2 separate regions of the Sus scrofa genome follow, and region 1 is linked to region 2. The links are chromatin contacts, called in public HiChIP or PLAC-seq maps. All regions are on one chromosome and are shown on one strand. Each heading gives the region's core, a stretch centred on a gene start, on an enhancer-like site or on the middle of the called end of the contact. The rest is flanking DNA. Distances are from core to core; before and after follow the strand shown.

Region 1 (5,376 bases), core at 26-2,525, 87 kb before region 2:
TGTTTGTCCTGACAACAGACTTCAGCAGTTTCTCCCTGTAGTTGGCAAAACACAAAATTGGAAGGTCAAATGCCTGGGATGTAGGTTAAGGCATAATTGTTTAATGCCCTGAGTTCTGGAAATTTACTTCCAGAACCTTCCGCCAGAGAGCACAACCTCCGCCAAAACTCCCCGACAAAGAGAGAGGGTTATCCTAAAAGAGGTACTTACCTCCAAAATATCTGAGGGGCTCCTTTTCTCTTTTCTATCTAAGTGAATGGCAGTATAGAAAAAAATTGTAGAAAAATCTTTTTCAGATAAAGTCCATTTCCAAAAGGCAGGGTTTGCTTCAAGCCACAAATTCTTCAATCAAAAAAAGCACAGAGTTTGGAGTAGGTCAGATTCTTTTAAACTCTTTTTTTTTAAAAAAGAAACTCATAAAAGAAAAAATAATGACCAATTAATTGCAGGGTAAAGTAAAATAATGAGGAACACTAAACTTCTGCCCTCGGGCAGTTTCAGAGTTCTGGGTCAGTATATGTTACTATTAAAATCATTTTTTTCATCATTCATTAGCCAGAGAGCCTTTTATTCCCTAACATGACTGCAGTCACTTTTTTTTTAATCGATGAACTCAGTGATTGCCTACCTGATCTCAGCTCTTGAGCAATTAATAGTGACTAATGTCACCAGCGTTGACCCATGTTAAGCAAGCACCCTTGTTACACCAGGCAAGGTACCCTGGTAGATAACTTTATATGGGAATTCAAAGAGCAACAAAGGAAATGACTCAGTGTCATTATTTTTATCTCTGCAGAGAAAGTTTCTTAGCATTCCCCAAAAGTCTTAGGAGATGTATCATAGCAGATAACATTCAACATGATTAAAGAAATTCAGAATGAAAGCCAGCCTATCCACCATCTGGTAAAGGGTGTGGCATCTTTCAGGTCTCTGACAGTGGCATGGTATGATGGACAGATGTCTCATTCAAAAGCAAGAACAGTTTGTCAGATGTAGACTATGAGGCCAGAAATGGGGAGATAGGTTTAAACTCTGACTCAGTGTAGGAGGTGGAGTTCCCGTCGTGGCTCAGTGGTTAACGAATCCGACTAGGAAGCATGAGTTTGCGGTTCAATCCCTGACCTTGCTCAGTGGGTTAAGGATCCGGCGTTGCCGTGAGCTGTGGTGTGGGCTGCAGATGCAGCTTGGATCCCGCATTGCTGTGGCTCTGGCATAGGCCGGTGGCTACAGCTCCTATTAGACCCCTAGCCTGGGAACCTCCTTATGCCACAGGCGTGGCCCTAGAAAAGACAAAAAAAAAAAAAAAAAAAAAGAATCACATCTGAAGGAAAGGCACCATTTTGGTTTGTTTGTGTTTGTTTGTTTGTTTTTTGCTGGTGGTGCCCAGCGGTATCTGTTTATTTAGTTACTGAGGTAAATGGTTTGCATACTTTAGCTATTTAAATCCTCTTAAAAACACCATGAGGGAGTAATTATCATTCCCCTTTTATGGATAAAGAATTGAGATTGAGAGAAGATGGGTAACCTGGATTATTTTCACGACTCCTAAATGCTGGAGCCCTGACTCCCTGGCTCTGAGTGACTCAAGCCCACGCTCGGTTGATGCCTGAGCTTTCCGTCCATGAGACGGAGGTCACAGGCTCGTTCCCAGTGCTGGCCCGTTGGCTGTTCTGCAGTCTCCACCAGCTGCCTGCACACGGGAGCAGCTGGTCACCATGGCGTCCAAGGAAACGGAGTGGCAGGATTAGTGTAAAACTATCCCTGTGACCAGAAAACAGCATGTACCGTGAGGATGAATAAGTCGCCCTATCTTCTTGTGCAGAGAAGAGCACGTTGTCGTAGAAGCGTGCCATGCACATCGTAGAGGCAACCTCTTAGCTATGCCCTTAAAACTTGGAAGGACAGGAAGGAACAGTTCACGACCAGAAATAAAGCTCAAGCGTCCAAGACACTCAAGCCCGCACCCAGAGGGCAGCGGTTGTGCAAAAAATCCTTAATTTTTCCCCTCAAGGCAGATGTGTGTCAAGGGCTTGCTCCTCTCCGGTACCCCCTTCCCCAAGCGCTCGCCTCTCTCAGTGGTCTCCTGGACATTTTCCTCTCCCTTTCCCCAGACCCTGCCCCTTCTTCTTCTTAGCCCCTGACCATAGTTTCCATCTCATTCTCTCTCGAGGGAATAGCAGAGTTTTTGGTGTTTCAGAGCTTGCTGGATAAAGAAAAAGTGTCCCTGCCACACCGGCTGCAAAGTGAAGCATGCACAGGACAAATAAATTTTCCTCTGTAGAATTGTGCCCACTTTGAAGAGCCTACCTCTAAATGTTTGTCCACCTCACTGGGGAGAGCTGTCTGTTAGCCTAGCCTGTAGGAGGCCGGAGCCTGAGAGGGCAGTTGCTAAGGTTGCCTCCTTGGTCTGGGAAAGCAGGTCAGGGAAGATGCCTCCTTAGGGTTTCACCAGTTACTGCAAGTTTTTTTCTGGGTGGTGTTGAAACAGAGTTTAAATCAGTGGTCTCCTCAGCTGCCTGTTTATGCACTAACATGAATGACTTATTTCTGAGACTTGACAAAGGAATTTTATGTTTGCCTTTTAATTCTTTTTTTAAAAAATATACTTTCAATTTTTTAATTTATTATTTGTTTATTTATTTATTTATTTTTGGCCACACCTATGGCCTGCAGAAGTTCCTGGGCCAGAGATTGAACCACAAGCAGTTACAATGCCAAGTCCTTAGCCTCTAGGCCACCGGGGAGCTCCCTGCCTTTTAAGTCTTGATATTGAATCTGGGGTTGGGGGGGGCTAAATCCATGTTTCTGGGTTTTTTGGTGTTATTTTGAGGAATATTTCTTCTCCCTACATTTCTCATTTCAAACTGCAGCAATTTCAAATAGGAGTCTTTAGAGATATACTCAGTATTTTGTTTTTCAGCTTTCCATTTTCTATGAATATTTGGAATCATTATGAAAACTGTTTCAAATCCCATCTCGTTCCTGGCTTCACATCTCACATTCAAATCTGCTCAAAACTGAGATGCAAATTAAGCAGCTTTTTGGGAAAATATCTGACAGTTTCTATCTGTCATACATAATAAGGCCATTAGGGTTTAATAATATATGTACAGGAATGTTTATTGCAGTGTGTTATGACAGCAAACAAATATTGGAAACCACCTAAATATCAACCAGTGCAGGATGGTTGATTGATCCCAGTGTATACATGCTATGGCTCATTGTGTGGACATTCATTCCCCAGATGTTAAAGGAGCAGAAACATATGTTCCAATCTTGAAAGAATTTCCATGAAAAGAATCTTACAGAACGAAATGTATTAATGTGATTCTATATCAAAAACAAAAATAATAAAACTCAGTAACTGGAGTTCCCTTGTGGAACAATAGGTTAAGGAGCCAGCACTGTCACTGCAGTGGCCTGGGTTGCTGCTGTGGCTTGGATTTGATCCCCGGCTGGGGAATTTCCACATGCCATGGGTGGTGGCCAAAAAAACCCCCCAAACCTCAGTAAATGAACATGTAGTTGCAGCAACAGAAACTATAGAAATATAACACCAAGCTAACATTGTTTTTGTATATGTAGGAAGATTGAACAATTATTAAACTTTCCTGTATGCATCTCAGTGTTGTTTGAACTGTTACAACAAACATGTTTTTCCTTTATAATAAAAAAATATTATTTTTGAAAAATTTCATTTCCTCCATAAACTTTCTTTAAGTTAAGCCCATTCGGCTTAGAATGGAAGCAAAGACAATTTATACTGCTCTATATTGTGGTAGACCAAAGCAGCTTTTTAGTGTTACCTCCTTAATCTTACTAATGTAAGACAAGAAGTTCAGAGAACATAAGCGTCTTGTCCAAGGTCGCATGGAAATGAGTAGAGGAGAAGGCCTGGAATCCATTTCTCCAGGCTCCGGACTTGGTGCTTGTTCCTGTGTTGTTCAGACTTTGTCATCAGGGGGACCAAAGGGGATGGGAGACCAACTTGCATTCTCAGAAAACTGGGGGTATGTTCCCTAACAAAGCAAATAATGTTATTATGGTCTTATGTTTTACCTTAAAAACTAGCGTCACTTAAACAAACTACGGCCAATGCAACATACAGGTGGATCTCACAAATGTCGTGTTAGGAAAGGAAGCCAGCTGCAAAGAGAGCATACTACATGATTCTATTTATATAAAAATCTAAAACAGGACAAACGATTCACCGGTTTTGGAAGTCAGGATGGTGGAGACCTTTGGGGATGGTGACAGAGAAGGGCCAGGGGGGGCTCTGGAGTGTTGTCAATTCTATTTCTCCATCTGGATGCTGGTTACTTGTTTGTGTTTACTTTGTGAAAGAACCTGAGGCTGTATACCTGTGATGGTTCACTTTTCTATACACATTATACAATATCTTCATTAAAAAATTAATGTGACAGTTACAACCATACTATACCCCTATCTCTTTTCATAGATATTTTTTCCAATCTTATAAAGTTGATCGTTTTTAAAAGCAGGCAGCCTTTACTCTGCCACTTCACATCCCACTTCGCAAACTCCGGGGTGTCTCCAGAGGCGTCAGTGCTGTGGTACCGATGAGAAGTGGTGTCATGGCCAGATCTGACTGCAGCAGCAACTCAGGATATTTCAGGCCAGTCCACAGAGCATTCCAGAACTTGAGCACTGGAGTTACACTGCCTGAGTCTGAATAATGATGCTACCTTTCCCAGCTGTATAACTGAGAACCACTAGCAGTTTAACTTCACTTTATCCCTATAGGGTACATGTCAATAGAGCTGTGAGGATTAAGTTGGATAATCCACTGAAAGCTCTCAGCACAGTGCCTGGCCCATAGTAGACACAGAATAAAGGTTTATCATTGCTAATTCTTGTTCTGCTGTGTGGAAATGTTAACCCTTCTCTACCTACATGTGTGTCTCCCATCTCCGCCCCCAATAAAGACATTACATTGCTTTATATGTATCAAATGCTCAATACTTTTTAATTGAATTGAATCCAATGTTTCCTATACTGTGTAGGAGAAACTCCCGTTGCCTAGGTTGCATTTAAAGTTGCCCTTCAGGAGTTCCCGTCGTGGCTCAGTGGTTAACGAATCTGACTAGGAACCATGAGGGTGCAGGTTCGATCCCTGGCCTTGCTCAGTGGGTTAAGGATCCTGCGTTGCCTGTGAGCTGTGGTGTAGGTCGCAGACACAGCTCGGATCCTGCATGGCTGTGGCTCTGGCGTAGGCCGGTGGCTACAGCTCTGATTCGACCTCTAGCCTGGGAACCTCCATATGCCGCCGAAGCGGCCCTAGAAAAGGCAAAAAGACAAAAAAAAAAAAAAAGTAATAATAATAAAAATAAATAAATAAATAAAATAAAGTTGTCC
Region 2 (5,558 bases), core at 7-2,506:
CTCTCCAAACCAACAGTAGCCAAAAGAATTTTAAATATTGATGTACAGTCAGTTCCATGTGTGTTATCAGAGCTTCGTCTCCCCGAGGCTATCTCCAGACCCTCAGGAATTTCTCCCTGGCAATCAGAGTAAGCCAGGGTCTCCCAAATCACTGACAATGGAGGTCATAGGGAAAGACTGTAAGAACAGCTAGAAGAACTCCAGGGGCAGACCGACCTCTCCTCTTGGAACAGCTCTGCTCTGCTGTCTTAGTGTCCTAGAAGGCAACCTCCTCAAATGTCACCCCCACGGGAGTCAACCTGAGGCTCTTACTCAAAGGCAGGTGCTGGTTCAGAAGCACTGGGATGAACCACAATTTGGATGCTGCCGGTCCTCAGACAGCACTGCGAGAAGCAAGACAGGGCCCAGTGGTAAACCCTGAGTGAGTGAGGGGCAGAGAGAGAGAGGAAGGTTCTCTCCTGCAGGTACACAGAGAAGGCAGGAAGCATCATATGACCTTTGTTCGTTTATTGCTGTGCTTTGTCTGATTCCCCGGGATTCAGAGTGATGGCAATTTCCCTTTGGAAACTCTCTACAGCTGGCATTGTCTACACAGGCATCTGGACACAAAACAACGCCAGTTGTGAGAAAGCCCAGGACAGGAAGCAGAATTCGGAGACTAACCTGCCTTGTTAGCTGGGCTTTCCCTACCTTCTTCTTAATTAATCCTTCCTCCAGGAGGAATTGCTGACTGTCTCTGAATCATGCTCAACCTGATATAGTGGAAAGCTTGGATGATGGAAGCAGGTCTCAGAATTGAATTCTGCCTTCACAGGGTAATAGATACAACAGCTAGATTTTTCAGTAAGCTCTCCTTATTGGGAATCGGTACTCTAGCACATCTCTTGCCTTCTAGACTGATTCCCAAACAGCAGAAGTGAAATGTCGCTGAGCATCTGAAACAAGTGTCACAAAGTCCAGGCACTAGAAAGAGCTAAAAACCAGACTTCAGAATGGAAGCTTAGCCGTTCCAGTGGTTTGCTTCCCTAACAGCAAGGTTCCTGATCCCGTGTTCCCCGTGGTGGCGTGTGAGACGCAAGGTGGGGGTGATGGATTTCATCCTCCGCAAACCAGAGGCAGAGAACCCTGAGGTGAACCTGTGGTTTCTTTTTTTTTTTCCCCCACGAGGCGAGTCTGGCTTCACGGTCACTCCCAGGTGGAGCAGTTTCACCTTGACTTCCTCTGCCAGAAACTGCCTGGTGCGTGAGGCTGTGTGGGTGTCCTCAGAGGGACGTACCCAGGTCTGCCTGCTTCCTGACTGATACGACTCTCCTGGCTGTGCCTCGGGGCCAGGGTGCTGAGCGACAGTGGGAGGAGTAACCAAGTTTCACTTCCTTGCTGGCTGGAGGCTCAGAGCCGCGGCTTCTCCCTCCCGGCAGAGGGGAGCGTGCCTGGAGCCGCCGAGCCCTCTCCCTCTTAACCCAGCACCTGGAGGGGCTTAGCGGACGCGAGGGGTGCGAATGGGCAGGGCCGAATCTCCAGAAGGGGAGATGAGCACCCAGGACCCTTTGGATCTGTGGAGCAGGTTGGATGGAGAAGCTGAGCCGCTCCAGGACTTGGGGTAAGAGGGCAGGACCCCTTCTCAAAAGTGCTTCTTGGGGGAACCTCAACGCCCCCCCCCCCGCTCCCACCCGAGTGCTCGCTTGGGTGATGATGACGGTCAGCACCCCTTTGCTCCCTGACACCCCAATCTTCTGTCCTTTGCACCTGACTCATCCAGGTCTGTTGGGGGCCAGTGCCATTCCGGAAGCATCTGTTATCTTTCCAGATGTGAAAACAAGGAGGTGGATAGAATGGGACCAAAATCAAAGGGGGGACATGCGTTGCCATGGGGACAGAATCCGGCTGTAGGTGGTGTACCTGGCTTTCCCAGCTGTTAATCTGGTGTGGGAATAAATGTGCTGTGGTTCTGGGCTCCAAACTACAGAGCATAAAGACTGTCATACTTGCGGGTAAGATAGAAAGCCTAGAGCCTGCTGCAAGGGACAGGGACTTTTTCAAAAGAGAAAGAATGAGGAAGTGTCTGTGGAAGCGGCCCATGTGTATTTCTTTGTCCTGATGCTGCGTTTGTGAGCTCTAGTGTGTGTGCAAGTCTGTAAGGGCAATTTTGAGCCTTTTAAATATTAACAAGTCAGGAAGGCAATAAACATTATGCCCCAAGCAGATTTTATGTCCTGGTAGGTGGAGTCATCCTAGCCTTGTCTTTAAGAAGGGACCAGATGAGACAACTTATCCAAGTAGGTCACACAAGAAGCAAGAATTACACAAGAGTGGAGTAGGGGATTTCCTAGAGAAACTGACCTTTTTGCCCTGAAACACTGGGAGCAGCCTGGAGAGGCTGGTTTTGACACCTGTGATTCCGGAGAGGCAAGACCTGCACCTGCTGTCTTATTAAACAGTGCTCATCTTCACAGCCACCCAAAGACATAGGCGCTACTCGCATTTCCATCTCTCAAAGGAAGAAAACGAGCACCAGAGGGATTGACTATCTGGCGTACAGCCGTATGTCAATTACACTGTCAAGTTGGGATTGCAACCTGCCCAGGTCTATGTCCTTAACCAGAGAAAAACTGCAATAGTGATGGGATCTCTTTGCAGAGGAGTTACCGCTGTGGCGCAGTGCGTTAAGAATCAGACTGCAGTGGCTGGGGTTGCTGTGAAGGTTTAAGTTTGATCCCCAGCCGCTGGCACAGTGTGTTAAAGGATGTGGCATTGCCACAGCTGAGGCATAGGTTGCTGGGATTCGATCCCTAGCCTAGGAACGTCAGTATGCCACAGGTGCAGCCATTTAAAAAAAAAAAAAATTACCAGAGGTTACGTCTTTCTGGGTTGTATTATTGTAAGAGTTCTAAGTCCCATCTTTAGATTTTAAACTTGAGGTCTCAGAATTGAATTCTGCCTTCACAGGGTAATAGATACAACAGCTAGATTTTTCAGTAAGCTCTCCTTATTGGGAATCGGTACTCTAGCACATCTCTTGCCTTCTAGACTGATTCCCAAACAGCAGAAGTGAAATGTCGCTGAGCATCTGAAACAAGTGTCACAAAGTCCAGGCACTAAAGCTGGGCCCTTGGGGCTCTCACATAGAGCCATATTAAGTTACTGAATATCATTCTCTGTGTTTGGTTAGAGGCCCCAAAAGAGAAGAGAGACAAAGGAAATACTCGGCTCTGGTCCTTTAACTCAATAATCCTTAGCCTAGGCTTTGTGTTTGAGGACCCTTGGCACTCACTTGGATGACAAAAATGAGCTAAATGCTGTTGCTTCTCCCCACTAAAGTACCCTTAGCAGGAATGGCCCCAGGTAAAATCCACAAGGAAGCAGAACTGTGGTGTTCCTGTTGTGGTCTCGTGGATTCAGAACCCAGCTAGTCTCCATGGAGAGTGGGCTTCAATCCCTGGCCTTGCTCAGTGTTTAAAGGAACTGGTGTTGCCACAATCTGTGGTGTGGTTTGGAGCTGCACCTCTGATTTGACCCTTGGCCTGGGAACTACCAAATGCTGAAGGAGTGGCCCTAAGGAAAAAAAAAAAAAAAAAAGTGTCTTCCCTCCATGTGCAAAGATAAACATTCAGTACAACCCAGAAACAGCCCCCAGAAGGTGCTTTTATGCCCAGACATCTCGATTTCAGAAGGCCTAGAAATGTCTTAAACATTTGAGGACAGTTCTGTAACAACAGCAGTTTCCCTACAGTTGTCTAGGGAAATTGCTGTACACTTGTGGTTCTTGCCCTTGGCCATGCACTAAAATTACCCAAGGAGTTAAAATTCCTGCCCAGGCCACACACCAGGAAAATGACATCAGTATCTTGGGGGTGAGAATTTTCTTCTTAAACTTCACAAGTGATTCCAGATCAAGAGCAAGACTCACTGTGTAGAATATAAATCCATGAGAAGCCCTGAGTAATTGTGGCCTTATTTTTCATTTGTTGAGTATGTAGCTCATTCTTAAAGCCATTAATAAATGTTGACATTTGTTTGGGAGCATTTACTTCAACAATTTTATTGAGGTATATTTTATAGATCATAGAGCCCACTTGTTTGCAGAGTACAATTCAGTAATTTGTAATGACTTTAAAGAACAGTACAACCGTCACCATAAATCACCTTTAGGACATTTTTATCCCCCAGATAAGAACCCTCAGGAGCCGGTAGTTTTGTTGTTTTGTTTTTTAAATACACTCAGTGGTGAGCTAATAAACCATCTTGGTGAGAGGTGGCCCTGATTTCAAGAGTCTGCCTATTTCCCTGGTGTAAATACGCCTACCAGGCAATTTCAAGCTGCTGGTCTAAACAATAAGCTTGCAAAATTCCTGAGAATTTATAATGGACTTGAGCCAGTACTTGTCCCTCCAGGACAATCCTGCTCTTCTTCTTATAGGTCATACTGTCTGAGAAGACTTGAAAATGACCAGTTGCCTCTAGCAACATTCTGAAGAAGATGAAACTTTTCCTTTGAACCTTTAAGCTACTGGTTAGGTATAATCTACCTCAAAACTTCTGATTAATTCAGTTTTTTAAAAGCTCCGTAAAAACAAAATGATGTAACACAATTGATAGATAAAAAGGTTTAGTACCCTTCATGTTTTTAAATGTGAATATGATTGCACTATGGAAATGTATATTTTTAAATGGTTAAGGTGGTAAATTTAGTGTTACGTATTTTTATAAATATTTTATTTATTTCTTTTAGGGCCACACCCTTATCATATGGAGGTTCCCAGGCTAGGGGCCAAACTAGAGCTGTAGCTGCTGGCCTACACCACAGCCACAGCAACACCACAGTTCATGGCAATGCTGGATCCTTAATCCACTGATTGAGGCCAAGAATTGAACCTGCATCCCCATGGATACTAGGCAGATTCATTTCAGCTGAGCCACGATGGGAACTCCTATTTTTTATTTTTTTAAATTTTATTGGGATATAATTGTGTTAGTTTCAAGTGTACAGCAAAGTGAATCATTTATGCATACACATGTATCATTCCTTTTCAGGTTCTTTTCCCATGTAAGTTATTATATAGTACTGAATACGTTTCCCTGTGCTGTACAGTAGGTCTTTGTTATTTATTTTATAAATAGTAGTATAAATATGTTAATCCAAACCTCCTAATTTATTCTTCTCCCTAGTGTTTCTCCTTTGGTAACCATAAGTTTGGTTTTGAAATCTTTGAGTCTGTTTCTGTTTTGTGAATAAGTTATTTTGTATCATTTTTTTATTAGAGTCCACATATTAGTGATCGCCTGTGATGTTTCTTCTGTCTACTTAGTTCAGTCAGTATGATAATTTCTAGGTCCATCCATGTTGCAGCAAATAGCATTATTTTGTTCTTTTTTATGGCTGAGTAATATTCTATTGTATATATGTACCACATTGTCTTTATCCATTCCTCTGTTGATGGACATTTAGGTTGCTTCCATAGTTTGGCTATTGTAAATAGTGCTGCCATGAACATTGGGGTGCACTATCTTCTCAAATTATGGTTTTCTCTGGATATATGCTTGGAGTGGGACTCCTGGAT

The links. HiChIP or PLAC-seq counts read pairs in DNA pulled down with a chosen protein or histone mark.
Region 1: an H3K27ac HiChIP or PLAC-seq map of skeletal muscle shows a contact between it and region 2, with 2.9 times the contacts expected there. The contact joins the promoter of LOC102162205 here to the promoter of DAPP1 in region 2. A contact is called at or near these places in 2 of 47 Hi-C or Micro-C datasets (both in skeletal muscle) and 1 of 2 datasets of contacts at active chromatin or transcription factors (skeletal muscle).

The regions. Positions count from the first base shown.
Region 1 is chr8:120,784,079-120,789,454 of Sscrofa11.1, reverse strand. LOC102162205 reads right to left here and starts at 1,275. Exons shown (of 3, transcript XM_021101729.1): 1 at 211-1,275.
Region 2 is chr8:120,697,151-120,702,708 of Sscrofa11.1, reverse strand. DAPP1 (dual adapter for phosphotyrosine and 3-phosphotyrosine and 3-phosphoinositide) reads left to right here and starts at 1,256. Exons shown (of 9, transcript XM_013979010.2): 1 at 1,256-1,600. The coding sequence starts at 1,500.